Linked DNA regions of Mus musculus: region 1 is linked to region 2. A link is a contact called in public Hi-C data. All regions are on one chromosome and are shown on one strand. The core of a region is the stretch at or near the end of the contact, and the rest is flanking DNA. Distances in the headings are between cores, read along the strand shown.

Region 1 (7,167 bases), core at 2,960-5,459, 160 kb before region 2:
AATAAGGAAATTCATGGAGAAAAAGAAAGAAAGAAAGCATTCTAGTTGCAGTAGGGTGGGTCCTGGACAGGGGCAATTAGAAGACAAAACTTGAAAAGATTTAGAGGCCTGTGGGGATCTGGAACTGCAGGGGTATATAATGTACAACAGGCAGCAGAAAATTGTACCTTATTTTCTTATAACAGGAGTTCTCAAAGTATATTTTCCAGACTATACTTTGAGAACATTTCCGCATTAACATCACCTGGGGACCCATGCAAATCATAACCCCAGCTCCTCCTAATACCTACTGACCCAAAAGCTCTGGGGACAAGGCCCAGAAACAAGCCTTTCATGTGATTCTAATGCTCACTGAAGAATGAGGAACAATGGGCTGGCACAGGTAAGCGTGAAAGGACATAAGCTCAGGGGGGTTAGTGAGCTTGAGGCTCTGCTATTAGATATGTTGCTCAAGAGGAAGATTTGGGCTAGAACTAGTCCATGTAAGTCACTTGTATATAGAGAACAGACGAATGAACACAATGGCTCTCCCTCAGAGACTGTTCAGATTAGGAGAGACGAGAACATCAATTTTCAAGCAAAGGAACAGAAGAAAAGTTTCCAAAGAAAACTGAGGTGTGGTCAGAGAGGTAGAGGAAGAAGAAAAGAAAGAAGGAGGAGGAGGAGGAGGCAGCAGCAGCGGCTGATGTCTGGTCATAGAAGCCAAAGCCTGAAAGCATTTGAATGGGGAAAGCATATTCAGCAATGTGGCTATAGTAACAAGGTCACACACAGGTAACTCTGGTGAGACCAATCATAATGAATAACAAAGAAAAACCAGGATGCTGTGCCTGGGAAATTGAGTGTGATGTGGACTGTGGGGATGAGGGTGTGGACTGAGGCTCAGGAAGTCTAGCTGTGAAGGAGTAGAATAATATAGGGTGGTGGCTATATAGGGAGAGAAATTGCCACATGGTTTTGAACATTTTATTTTTTTAAGATAAGAGGGGCTTTGAATAGTTAGCTGATGATGGGAAGAAACAAGTCAAGAAGGTGTGGTAGAAGTGAGCTCAATTAGAAAAAGGAGGGGTCCCTGGGAAGGAAGGAATAAGATCAGAGCCCAAGAGAAAAGATTAACCTCAGGCAGAAAGCCTGAGATGCCAACAGTGCTGCACTGAAACACTGTGGATGAGATTACACATGGGCTTTGGCTCTTCTGAAATATGAAAGCCAACCACATCTGTAAAAAGTGGGAGGGACACCCAATATATGCTCATTATTCCACACTCTTGAAGAAACTTCTATGAGACTGTGTCCCAAAACATAGGCCTGTACATGAAAAGCTTGGTGCTAATCACACTCAACCCTGTAACTAGTAACTCATCATGGAGCTGATATCACACACTTGGCATTGTATTAGATGATTCGCATACAGCACTAGATTTAATATTCCCTAGCAGTCCAAGTGAAGTAGGCAGGGAATTCTACTACAATTCTAAAGTTTGGAAAAACAAGGCTCAAAAATACAAAATATCAGGCTTTTCAATGGATGTCAGTTAGGAAGGCACAGCGATAGGTCAGGATTCAAGCTTGACTCTCATTAATGCCAAGGCCTCATCCTCTCCCTATGATGCCACACTACCTTCAGAAAGGACATGCCATCTATGGACATAGAGTGGGGAAGGAAACCATGCCATCTAAGTGATCTATCTTGGTTCTAGACACTGGGAGAGTCAACTTCATTTTGGACTCTGAGTTCAAGGTCACAATAGAACAAACATATGGTGATATTCTCTTTGCAAGATGGATATACAGTCTGCATTCTATGATAGAGATTAGGAAAATCAACTGGAATATAAATTAGGTAGCAATAGGCCACCTGATGAAAATACATGGGCAGAGACTGGTAAGAGAAAGCCTTAATATATTGAGATAAATAAGTGAATGAAAAGGCAGTTAATACCCAATCAGTAAGAGATTTAAAAACTCCCAAGAATATCAATTCCTCTGAACTGTATTAATTTGAAAACCGGGTAAGAAGTTAGAGAAGGGAGGACCCAACATGACAGGATGCAGCCATTTTCCTCTTTAGGCTGACTAGCACACATATACTCAAGTTCCTAAGTCCTAGAGTCTCTTTAGGGCCCCAACCTGAATCCTTCACAGGGTCATCTTAGATGGGGGCTTTGCAGTGATTCCAATTCCAAGGAGTTGGCTGCATTAATTCAACACCTTCCTGCTTTTCTCTGAGCACTCTCTGCTCTAAATCTTTCCTTTGCCCAAGAGAAATGACTTTTAAATTCCTCTCTACTAAAGCTTTAATTGGCTTTTAGCCTCATGGCTCCCCAAAGACCTAAAATGAAGACATACACACTCGTGTGCTTTCACCTCTGTCTGTCTCTAATTCACCCATTCTGCATCTTTTTCAACAGATGGAAGATTCCTCCAAGTGTAAATTGGCTTTTACATCAGATTTTCTTAAAGGGACCAGTCATCTCATTCTACTGTGATGTCAACATTTCAGTACCACAAATGTGTTCACTAAAACTAGACTATCATTTCTTTATGTGCCTTTTAAGACTAGTTAGTACACTAATAAGACAAGTAATGAAAAAGGTTAGAAGCTATCTTAGAGAGGTACACAAGGATTGTCCCCCAAGCATGGGAAGCTAAACCAGATGAATTATACCACATTTGAAGTTTGCAGGCCCACAGATACCAAATGATACCATGTCTGTTACAAGTCTTTTAAAGTATATTGAATATTCACCCTATAGAACATCTTAAATAGGCATAATGAAGGCTAGATCACTGCTGGTTGAAGAGAAAGAAATTAAATGCTGCTTCCCCAAAGGCCAGCCCTCTTTTTAATGCATTTGTTATGACCTAGAAATAGTGGGACCACAAAGTGATTATTAAGAGGGAACAGGAGCCAGCTAGTTTAAACAGAAATGAATTCATTTTTATAGATTATATCATTTCTAAGATCCATCAAGCTTCCAGGAAAAAGAACAATGAACCACTCAAAAACAGCTAATGTTTTAAGCTGGTATTGTTTATGTCTTTGACAGACAACTGCTTTTCCTTAATAAGATAACAGGCTCTAGTGTTGAATGCAAATCAGCACAATGTGAGCAACCATACCAGCTAGCTGATAGACATATGGATAAGTCACTGAGTTGCTACCAATTCTCAAATTTCTAGATTTATAAAATGAATGCTGTGTAGCTGCTGAGCAAGAAAAGGAGACTCAAGTATTACACAGGAGAGGAACTGGTTTGCTCCTTCAGTTTTACACAATAGAAGGAAGGCATCTTTTGCAGAACAATATACAAAATAAAACTGTTCTAGGAGCTGCAACTGAATTAAAGATGTGCAAAAGCAGTCACATGGAGAAAATAAAAAGCCCAAGCCAACCATAAAAATACTAGTAAAAGGTAGGTAGGTAGCTATAGAGAAGAGCCACAAAAGGGATGACCTTACGTTTATTGTAAGAAATAAGTGAGGGCTTAAAAAAGAAATTTCTGTGGTAACCAGGCTAACAATAGCCCAAATCAGTCCACCTTCTTGTTTTAGGTCCTTATGTAATTCCAACCCCCTCAAGCATAGGCAGGGCTTATGATTTGTTTCTAAGCAACAGAATAAAGCAAAGATAATGCCACTTCCATGATTGAGTTACATACTGTACCTTCCATCTTGCTATCTGACTCTCTTACTCAGTCGTATGAAGCCATACAAACAAGAAGGACCTGTATAGGAAGCAGCCAAATGCAGCCTCCAGCATACAAACAGCAAAAGCTGAAGTTCTCGGCTCCAAGCCTGCTAGGAACTGACTCTAGTCAATTCCATGGACACTTAAAGCAGATTTTTCTTACAGTCCAGCCTTCAAATAACCCAACAGCTTGACCTTAGCCCTGTGAAGAGCTCAGAAGCAAAGCCAAGTTCTGACTCCTAACTCCTAGAACTAAGATAACAGATGCATTGTGTTAAGCCTCCAAGCCTGTGGTGATTTATTGCATGGTAATGGAAAACAAATACACTTCTAAAGTGATAGCTGGGATTGTGAGGAAAGGAGCAGTCTTCACAGGAGAAGCTAGGATTGGTTAGCTTCACAGCAGGAGAGGAATCACAGAAAGGGGGGAAAAAATGAACAGGGTGTGTTTGGAGGCTCTGGGGCCTGGGCAGCAGGCTCAGGCACACAGGTAGGCAACGCAGTAGACAGGAGGCCCTGATGGGGAAGGGCCACCAGAGACCAAGAAAGCTCACTGATAATGCTGTGTGCAGTCTGAGAACCTCTGCAAGAGAGTCATGTGATACTCCTTAGCTCAAGAGACATTAGGCTTAAAAAGCAGTCTGGAAAATCCCACAATGGAAGGCAATGCTTCATCCTTTTAAAGGAGTTTTTCCTCCCAACACCTCACTTGATTTATGGGAGAACCCATGAAGTGGTCAAAGTGTTTATTACAAAGGATTTTTATAAATAGGGAAAATGGCAAATATGCTTCTTCAGTTCTTATCCTGCACTGTGTTGACACATTTTGTTAGAAACCATTTTGCTGCTAGAGAAGTCAACAGCTAGCCAGACAGACTTGGATCCTGACCGTACTGCACAGCAGGGTTGAATAGCACTCGTACCAGAAACTACAAATCCAATAAATAGGGCAAGGTGAGTTGCAGTCTGCAGGGTGGAATAGCTAAAAGGCCCAAGAAAAGTTACAGTCAGATCTAGGGGTTGGCGGGGTTGGCCACATTGGAGCCACTAGCTGAAGTATAGGACAAACTTCACTATGAGGCTGTGCTTTCCTTCAGGGGACTGGAGAGTGGGTACTTGAGGTAGGAGAGGGGCGATATGTTCAGACATTAGCATTATGGACTATTATTGTTTAGGTGTTATCTGAAAGCCATAAACAGTGTTCAACTGAATACAATCTGCCCTTACTGATGGGTCTTTCACAGCCAAAAATACAGAGCCTAGTTTTTAATCTAACAGAACAAGCTGGAATCCTCACTAGCATTTTGAAAATCTCCACAAGCATAAACATCATTACACCAAGTCCATTAATCAGGCAGATTCCCATTGGCATGTTTCTACATGACTTGAAAGTCATCTCCATAGGTTCTCAAAGGAGAATGGGAATTATTTAGAGTGATCCAAGGGGAACTGGATGCCAACAAGATGGACCTGTAGACACATAAAGCTCAGTGCAGTGGCAATGAATGAGCAGTCTTAACTAAGCTTTCACAATGAGTACATGCTAATAAGAAACCTACTATATATATTTTTTTTTTTAAATTAAAAGAGCTTCAAGGAAGGGAGGTTAAAAAAACAAGTTACAAAACAGGTTTCATCGCTCAAGTGAATAAACGTGGCACAGGCTGGCTAAGAGAGGAAAAGGAAGGAATTACTTGACAGGGTCTTCCCTGAGGCTACAACTCTGACTTCACAGACAAGCAGCCTCTGGAGCACAGGAAGAGGCAAGCAGAAATGCTCTTCACAGCTGATTCACACATTTCTGGACCTGTTCAATCAATCCTGAAATGAACTTTTTCATTACCTTGTTATAAAATAAGAGTTGAATACAAAAGAGCAACCTTCCTTGAATAATGGCTGGTTTTAAAAACTAAGAGAATTAGTCTTCTTCAATGAAAATAATCTTTAACTACTTGACATTCACTAAAGGAAAGTCAGTCACTCCCTCATTTCTCCAGAAAGTTCATCACCACTTCTACAAACGTTTCTCCTAGGTCTTGTACAAAGCTCTCTGTCACTGTATTCACCTTGCCCCTGAGCTTTCTGCATCTAGCAGTTTGTTTTGCTTTAACAGAGCAATGATTCCTCCAGGTAAATCCAAGTGCAGTCCATCTACTTGACCAAACTTGCGGATTTCCCACAGCTTTATTAACAGTACACAGATGAAGAATCTCATCGTCCCTCCTGTGGAACCACTTTCTGGGTATCAGTATCCTCTAGGAGACTCAAGTTCAACAGAGAGCTCAAGTTCACAGTCCTTTCTTATCCTTAACTTTCTTCTCACTTAAGACTATGAGCACACAATAGTTGTTAGGCTTGACTCCCCTCTGCCTGTCTCACATCGGAGCTGCTACTGCTAATCCTAGTTCTGAGTGTCTCACCATCTATTCTGCACTCAGTCAGCAGTCCGGTCCTGTTGCACGGCTGGTCTGAATGAGTACTGTCCTCACTCCTTCCCCCTTTCTAACAATCAATCCCCTTTCCATAGCAGCTTTAGGTGACTCTTTCCAACTGAGCTTTCTTAGCAGCCATCGATAACTGCAAACCTCAGTACACTCTCTTTTCTAGCCTTCTCTCCAGACTTTCCACTATGCATCCTGTACTGGTCCCACTGAAGTTACTACTCATCTACCTCTATGACCCTGCTCATACTCAGAATATTCTTCACCTTCTTCCATTCAGCAGATCATATTTATCCTTCAAAGCCCAGGGAATATGTTATCATCTATGGGCTCTCTTCTCCTCTTATCCATTTTTAACTTGTCTCTCCTCTCAATAGTTTCCTTTTCTATACAGAACACCACTCTGTGGTTACTAGCAGTCTCTGCTTTTTAATACCTTTGTTTTTGCCTCTGACTCTGCAAGATACTACAGCTTCAGAACCTGCAAGCCATGGAGAAAGCATCTAATGGCAGTAAGGTCATTATCCAACTGTATCTACTACATAAGTAGAAGCATGTCCCAGGTTTCTGTCTATTCTCAATGACCAAGTGCCTGTCAAGGACAAACATCTAGATTTCCCTTTGCATTCAGCCTGGCTTCCCAACAACAAACATTAAGCTTATTGTGTGAAAATACCATATGGGCTGCAAACAAGTATAATGCCCATGAACAAATAAGCACCCTGGAACCAGAAAAGAAAAGAAACTGCCAAGTTTACATGGCAGGCAAGTAGAGTAGAACTGGTACCTAGTTCACAGAAACCTTTACAACACAGCCCTCTCCCTCTCTTATGAGATTCATTCATTGGAATGTCCATCAGAGGGACAACAGCTGTAGGAAACAAGAAGTCTGTCAGTACCTTTGCCTCTACTTGGTTACTCATAGTTGAAAGGACAGAAAATCCAACTCAAACCTAAGAAAGGTGACTCATTCGTTTGTGTAATTGGAACTCCATATGTAGGGAAGACTTCAGGGTCAATTGATCCAAGGCTCAT
Region 2 (6,311 bases), core at 742-3,241:
ACCAAAATACATCACAGTACACACATGCCTGCACCACACACACACACACACACACACACACACGAATGCACGCGCACACACACACACACACACAAATAAATAAATAGATAGATAGATAGATAGATAGATAGATAAATTTTTCCTTGAAGAGATGTCGATTGTAGTACAGATGTAGTCATCCCCCACAAGACCATGGGTATCATCAGTTTTACAAAGCCTCAAACCTCCTGAAGAAGACCTAGTTACCAGCCCATTACCAAGACAGGATAAAAGAAAACCATCTGTAGTCCTTTAGAAAGTAGCTATCAAGACTGAACAGTCCCAACTTATCCTTAATAAGGGGCCTTATAAGACACTGCTGCGGTCTCAAAGCTTGGATGGTACTCTCCTGCCCCTTAGGCGAAAGACACTCCATGAAGCAGCTGAAGGCCTCACCCTCATCTCCTTTCTCCTCTCTCTCTCCCTCTCAAGCACAACACGGTTGTCGTTTCGTATGTAGTAACACAGAAAGGCCATGGAGGGAGGAGCTGAATGGAGATGAGCCACCAACCTTCCAGAACTGACAAAGGACTTGAAACTGATGTCTAGATCTTTCTTTGGGCAATATGCTGACTCAAATCAAACCTCACCTGTGAGTCATTTCCCAAACGAAAGGCTGGAAGGAGCTTGTGGTCCTCATTTGGAGTCTTTGGGTTGCATGCTAGGAAAGGACGAGGAAGTAGACGGCACACTCAGTACACTCTTGCTTCCTCTGTATCCTCCAGAAGCATTGGGTCCTCTAGACCCATGTCCATCCCAGCAGTCTTCCCACTACCCTCTCTTCCCACTTCCCTTTCTCTGTAAGAAGCTAACTGGCTCCTGCTTCTCGTCCTCTCTCCCAGGCTCTTTGCTCCATGAGACCACAGGGACCCTGCCAACATTCATTTCCCTCGCTCAAGCCTGCATCCTGCTCAGGAGAAGGGACACAAACTCTTGCACATCACTCCATTCTTGAAACTACAAGTTCTCTCGTGGCTCTAAATTGCAGAGCTCCCTAGAGTCCGATGGACCAAGATTCCAGGTCAAGGCGAGGAATTGTGTGCAGCAGAAATAAGTGGCCCGGTCCCTATAGCCAGAAGGCAACTACAACCCCAAACTCAATGGCGATGGCCTATTGAGGCTTGGAGCTGGTTAAAACCCAGTACTGCCCATAGTTTCTTAGGGTATTCAGGACACTAAAGTGGACATCTCCACCTTCAGGAAGGGCCAGTACATCACTGAAGGAAAGCTACCTGCCTCCTAACCTCCCAACACACACACACACACACACACACACACACACACACACACACACACACACAAACTCCTGGCTCACACTCGTGGGTTGATGACATCCTCTCACTCGTGGGTATCCGAGACTTACAAGTCTCCTTTGCAGCTACAACATTCAAGCTCTCCCTCCACTTCCCACTGGGATCTACTAACCCCATCCTCTGCCGCCCCCATGTTTGAGCGTGTAGACATGGTCAGCCCTTCCACCCTGGCTAGCGCGTGGCAGCATTTGTGAAGAGTTTGGAAACAGAGCGATCTGTGTAGATTTTGGGCCGCACCAACTTTCAACCTGTGTAACTTTGCATAAAGGACATTTCTTCTAAGCCTTTGCACCTGCAGAAGGAGTACAGACACGTATCAGGAGCAGCAGATACACAGCGCAGGGACGCCTAGAAGCCTGAGTACTAGGGCGAAGCGCATTCTACAAATGGAGTTCTTTTCTGCGCGCCGCTTTGTGGCTTTGAGCGCAGCGAGCCGAGCCGCCGGCTCCTTCGGAGGTGGGATGTGGGTTGGAGCAGAAGAGGGAGCCCCCGTGGCCCCCTCCCGGCCCCCTCCCGGCCCCCTCCGGGCCGTCGATTCGGCCGCGTGCGCTGTGCCATTGGCCCTGGAGGCCCGGTGGGCGGGAAGATGACATCAGCGGCAGGTTGGATTATAAAGGCTCCAGCGGAGCCACGGACTCAGAGCGCACCCAGCCGGCGCCGCACAGCAGTAGGACCTGTGCTCGCTTGGCAATCCTGCTCCGCATCCGCCTATCCGACTGCTCACCGGCAGTCCCGGCTGCAGACCGTCTGCACACCTCGGTCCCATCGGCACCATGCACCTCTCCCAGCTGATCGCCTGCGCCCTGCTGCTCGCGCTACTCTCGCTCCGGCCCTCTGAAGCCAAGCCCGGGACACCACCGAAGGTGGGTGCTGTCGCGGGGACGCTGGGCTTGTGAGGGGCGTGGAAAGATGTGGTGCGCAGGAGGGAGCAGAGAACCCGGAAAGGCAGACCCCCTCGGACTTGCTCCCTCAAAGCGGGGACTTCTCGGGTTCATTTCCCAGCCTCGGGAGAATGTCGACACATGCACACCTCCCGTGCCCCAATGTGCCCAGCATGACCTGCGGCACGGGAAGAGCAATGGGCTCCCCGGAGGAGCAGGCAAGAAGGCTGCGTGGCAGGTGGATGCTGGACTCAGCTGTCCCGCATCGGTGGAGGCACGCTCATGGCTGAGAAGGGCCACGCCACTCTGGGCCCCGTAAAAGTCATCTATGCTACATCGGTGCACTCTTTCACCTGTCCACTCTTTTCTCCGACAGGTCCCGAGAACCCCGCCAGGGGAGGAGCTGGCGGATTCCCAGGCAGCTGGTGGCAATCAGAAAAAGGGTGACAAGACTCCAGGCAGCGGGGGAGCCAATCTCAAGGGAGACCGATCGCGACTGCTCCGGGACCTGCGTGTGGACACCAAGTCCCGGGCTGCTTGGGCCCGCCTTCTGCACGAGCACCCCAACGCGCGCAAATACAAAGGCGGCAACAAGAAGGGCTTGTCCAAAGGCTGCTTTGGCCTCAAGCTGGACCGGATCGGCTCCATGAGCGGTCTGGGATGTTAGTGCAGCTACCCCTGGCGGCGGTAAGTAACACCATCGGACGCTCCCCGCTCGCCTAGCTCTGCACCCAAGAGAGCCAAGCTCTTATCACTGTCCTTCGCAGACTGTTTGGTTTCCTCCCTGATCCCTATGTTCTGTGACCTTCCCCCAACCAATTTAGGCATGGGATCAAGTGTACCCAGACATTTGCCTGCCACCTCACATATCCCATTTTACAGATTTAAAAAACAACAACAACAAAAAAGTGAACACGGGCCAGGTCAGAGACCAGGTTCAGCCTTAGAGTACTCCATCTGGCTTCCTCTAGAAAAATAGAGACAGGCTTATGCAGTCCCAGCCTCCAAACCCACCACTGACCACTGGCCAGCTAGCCAACTGGAAACTTGTTAGAGAGATCCTGGAAAGAGGGAGAGAAAGATGTACCACCAGCCCTGTGCCAGCAGCCAAGCAGTCAAGTGCTAGGATGCCTTTCTGGGGCTGTTGTCCCTCAGGTGAGGCAGGCATGCAGATATGCCTGCCCCCTCCTAGTAGAGAGAACCTCTGTGGCAGCAGCAGGGCACTCTTCTGCCTGGGGCATTCTGAATCTTAGCCCTGCTCTCAACTCAACTGTGGGCAAACTGGTCTATCCAGGGTCCTGATGCTGCTGCCCTGGGGCTTCCGAGATGAACCTTAGGCTGGTGACCCTGTTTCAAGAGAGAGGCAAAGGAACAAGCTAAAGCTTATTTCGTGACCTAACCTCAAACTCAGTGTGTCCACAGTGAGTTCTTTACCAGCCTTGTGGTGCTCTGAACTATTTCTGGCCTCCTTCCCCTCCATGGAGACGGGAAGCCTCCATCTTCCCAGCATCCTCATAAGCTGCTGGGTCCTTCCTGACTTCCTTCTGCTCTCTATCCCTGATGATGTGATGAGACACACTTTACTTAGATAAGTGCTTGACAGTCAGGCTTCTGCTGTTCCTTGGCTTTGCCTCTTGCTCTAGCCCACCCCAGTGGTGAGGAGGCTGCTCTCCCCAACCCAGGAAGATTGACCAGTGGCCATTCTTTTCCCAGTAAGGAGTAGGAACACCTCCCCCATCACATGACAGGAGCCTTTTTTTTTTTAAAGGCATGAGAGACCTTTGCAGAAGTGCAGTGCTCTGTGTACTTGTGTCCCCATATTAATTCATGAGTAACTTAAGTGACAGACCTTCAGGAGCCCACATCATACCCAGAAGGGATCTTGGAAATATTGGCCACTGACGAGAGAAACACATACCCCCAGTTCAGGAGCTCTGCCAAGTGCCCTGGCTCTAGATCTCGGATGGCCCTCTCCTCTCTGCACTGAGTCTTGAACAGGCTGCGTGCTTCACCCCAGTTCCACAGAGGTGTTAGGTCTCTGCTCTACTCAGGGAGAGCGGTGATTCTAGTACTTATGGGCGGGTCTTTTGCTATGTTCCATATGAATACCTAAGAGATGGAGTCTGAGGACTTGAATTTTCAGTTTGCGATGTATGTGCCAAGAAAGGACTTTAGAGTCTAAACCAACGTTACTTAACCTCCGGTTAAATGCCTGGAATGTGCTTCTCTGAAGGTGCTTTAGGCATCTGTGGGCACAGGGTAGTGAGAATGTTGAGGAAAAATCAAGACAATTAAGGCTTCTACACCCTACCCCTCCACTTTGACCAGTGGAGATCATCAGCCTCCTGGAAGTTCTCTTGGCATAAAGGCAAAGCCTCAGCCTCCTCTATGCCAGCCCCAGTGAGAGGATAGATCGTCCTTCCAACCTGAAGTCTCCCAGTGGAGCTGGCCAGCGGAGAGCACCCATTTGGTCTTATGGAAGAGTGCAAGGCTCATCCTTCATGCTGATGAAAACTCCCGAGGCTCTGCCCCTTTCTCCACGCAGAGGTTGACTTTGGCTCTAGGCATCGTCATAATGACTGCCGCTGATGGTTATAGGTTTTGATTATACAACTGGCAGAGACTCGGGTGTGGCCAAGACCTCAATGGACATTTTGCCTCTGGCCCTAGGAACACCACCTGTGAAACAGCCAGAGAATCGAGTTAGGGAGAATTGCCCAGACCATCAGAGCCAGGCCCCTCGTGAGTGCAGTCCTTTAGGAGGGCCCTGCATGTCTGCCAGTTTTTTGAACATGGAGAACTCATGCAGCCACCACTAGTAGGGACTGAGTACAGCGGTCATCAGCTTACTCTCATCCTTCAAACCCTCCAACGCAGCAAAGCTGTACATTTGCCCCAGGCTGGTGGCAGACACTGCCAGCTGCTGCAGAAGGGGACATTGAAGCCACCAATTTCTAAGACAAAGGTAGCTAGGAGAGGAAGTGTTCTTTGCTGCTTAGAAGTTGTGACCCAGACAGGGCAGATGCTTAATATGTGGCCTTTTGTTAAATCCCAGTGCTGGCTCTGGGAGGTGGCTATTATCCATTTTATAGGTGAGCTCAAAGCTACTTGGGGCCATCCAGGAAGTCAAATCAGATCGACGATTTGAGTCCAGAATAGGACACACTTCCCCCTGAGTTATTCTCTTCTCTGTCCCTATGTAGCCAAGCAGACATGAAACCAGATGAAACTGACTGCCCTGGGGGGTTGTGTTGTAGCAAAAATGAGCTGGAAAGGGGCCGCTATTCTCAGCCATTGCCGAGAGCAAGGCCTGTAGTTAAATCTTAGGGGAGGGGCTCAGGTCTGGCAGATGCTATGGTTTCACCTGTGCTGGTCCAGCCAGTGCCGATCAAGGACCTGTAGATCGAAGGCACACAGGCTTTGCCTAGTGCTACTGTAAGAAAGGGGGGAAAGTTCTACAACTACCCTGTGGGATGGGCTTTTTCAGTGAAGAGACCGGAACTGAGTGTCCTGTGTTCACTTTGTGTTTCAGGATTGGGAACTGCTCTGTGCACTGAGGCCATCCCTGGTCATCAGCCTCCAGCATCTGGAAACACCTCCAACGCAATGTGGCTTTTACATTTCTTTTTTTTTTTTTCCTCCTGGTACTGGCAATACACAACACCAGCTGTTTTATTATTATTTGGGGAGGGGAGGGTATGATTTTATTGTTTGGGGTTTTTTTTGAAAATGAAAAATAAAAAGTTATATATTATATATATATTATATACATGAGACACACACTCCCACACCGACTTGATGACAAGGGACAGTTTTTAAAGTGACTGACAAAACCAGCTAGCTGTAAAACATTGCTGTTTGTAAATTCACGTCATGCATAAATGTATTTATGTTGTAAAGCTATTTATATTGTTTATAAAGAGATATTTATAAAAATTTTATTTATGTAACTAAATGAAAGAAGCCAACCATTGTAATGTTTTTGTCCTAACTAGTTGAAAAAAATGTTAAAAAAAAAAAGCCATTCCATGAACATCTTGAAAATTGTCTTTATTTATTCATTGCTTTTCATTTCAAA

The links. Hi-C and Micro-C count contacts between places; a contact is called where the count stands out from the background.
Region 1: a Hi-C map of uterus shows a contact between it and region 2, with 2.4 times the contacts expected there. The contact joins the enhancer-like site here to the promoter of Nppc in region 2. A contact is called at or near these places in 7 of 39 promoter capture datasets (the HPC-7 cell line, HPC-7-derived erythroid cells, cranial neural crest and 4 more), 1 of 15 datasets of contacts at CTCF or cohesin (large pre-B cells), 9 of 484 Hi-C or Micro-C datasets (Sertoli cells, bone marrow-derived macrophages, brain and 4 more), 4 of 115 datasets of contacts at active chromatin or transcription factors (embryonic forebrain, embryonic stem cells, neural tube and 1 more) and 2 of 9 other capture datasets (embryonic stem cells and pancreatic islet).

What each region holds. Positions count from the first base shown.
Region 1 is chr1:86,831,588-86,838,754 of GRCm38.p6, reverse strand. The region is part of intron 6 of Dis3l2 (DIS3 like 3'-5' exoribonuclease 2); the gene reads right to left. Among named protein-coding and RNA genes, the nearest start is that of Gm41909, 93 kb to the left of the region's middle. Within about 2 kb of position 4,209, at least 21 of the 459 cell types and tissues checked have an H3K27ac peak or open chromatin away from gene starts, as enhancers often do. A contact at or near this core is called in neural tube, pancreatic islet and uterus, where this site is marked.
Region 2 is chr1:86,666,253-86,672,563 of GRCm38.p6, reverse strand. It overlaps Nppc (natriuretic peptide type C), which reads left to right and starts at 1,991. Exons shown (of 3, transcript NM_010933.5): 1 at 1,991-2,215; 2 at 2,610-2,920; 3 at 5,766-6,271. The coding sequence starts at 2,126. The coding sequence ends at 2,900.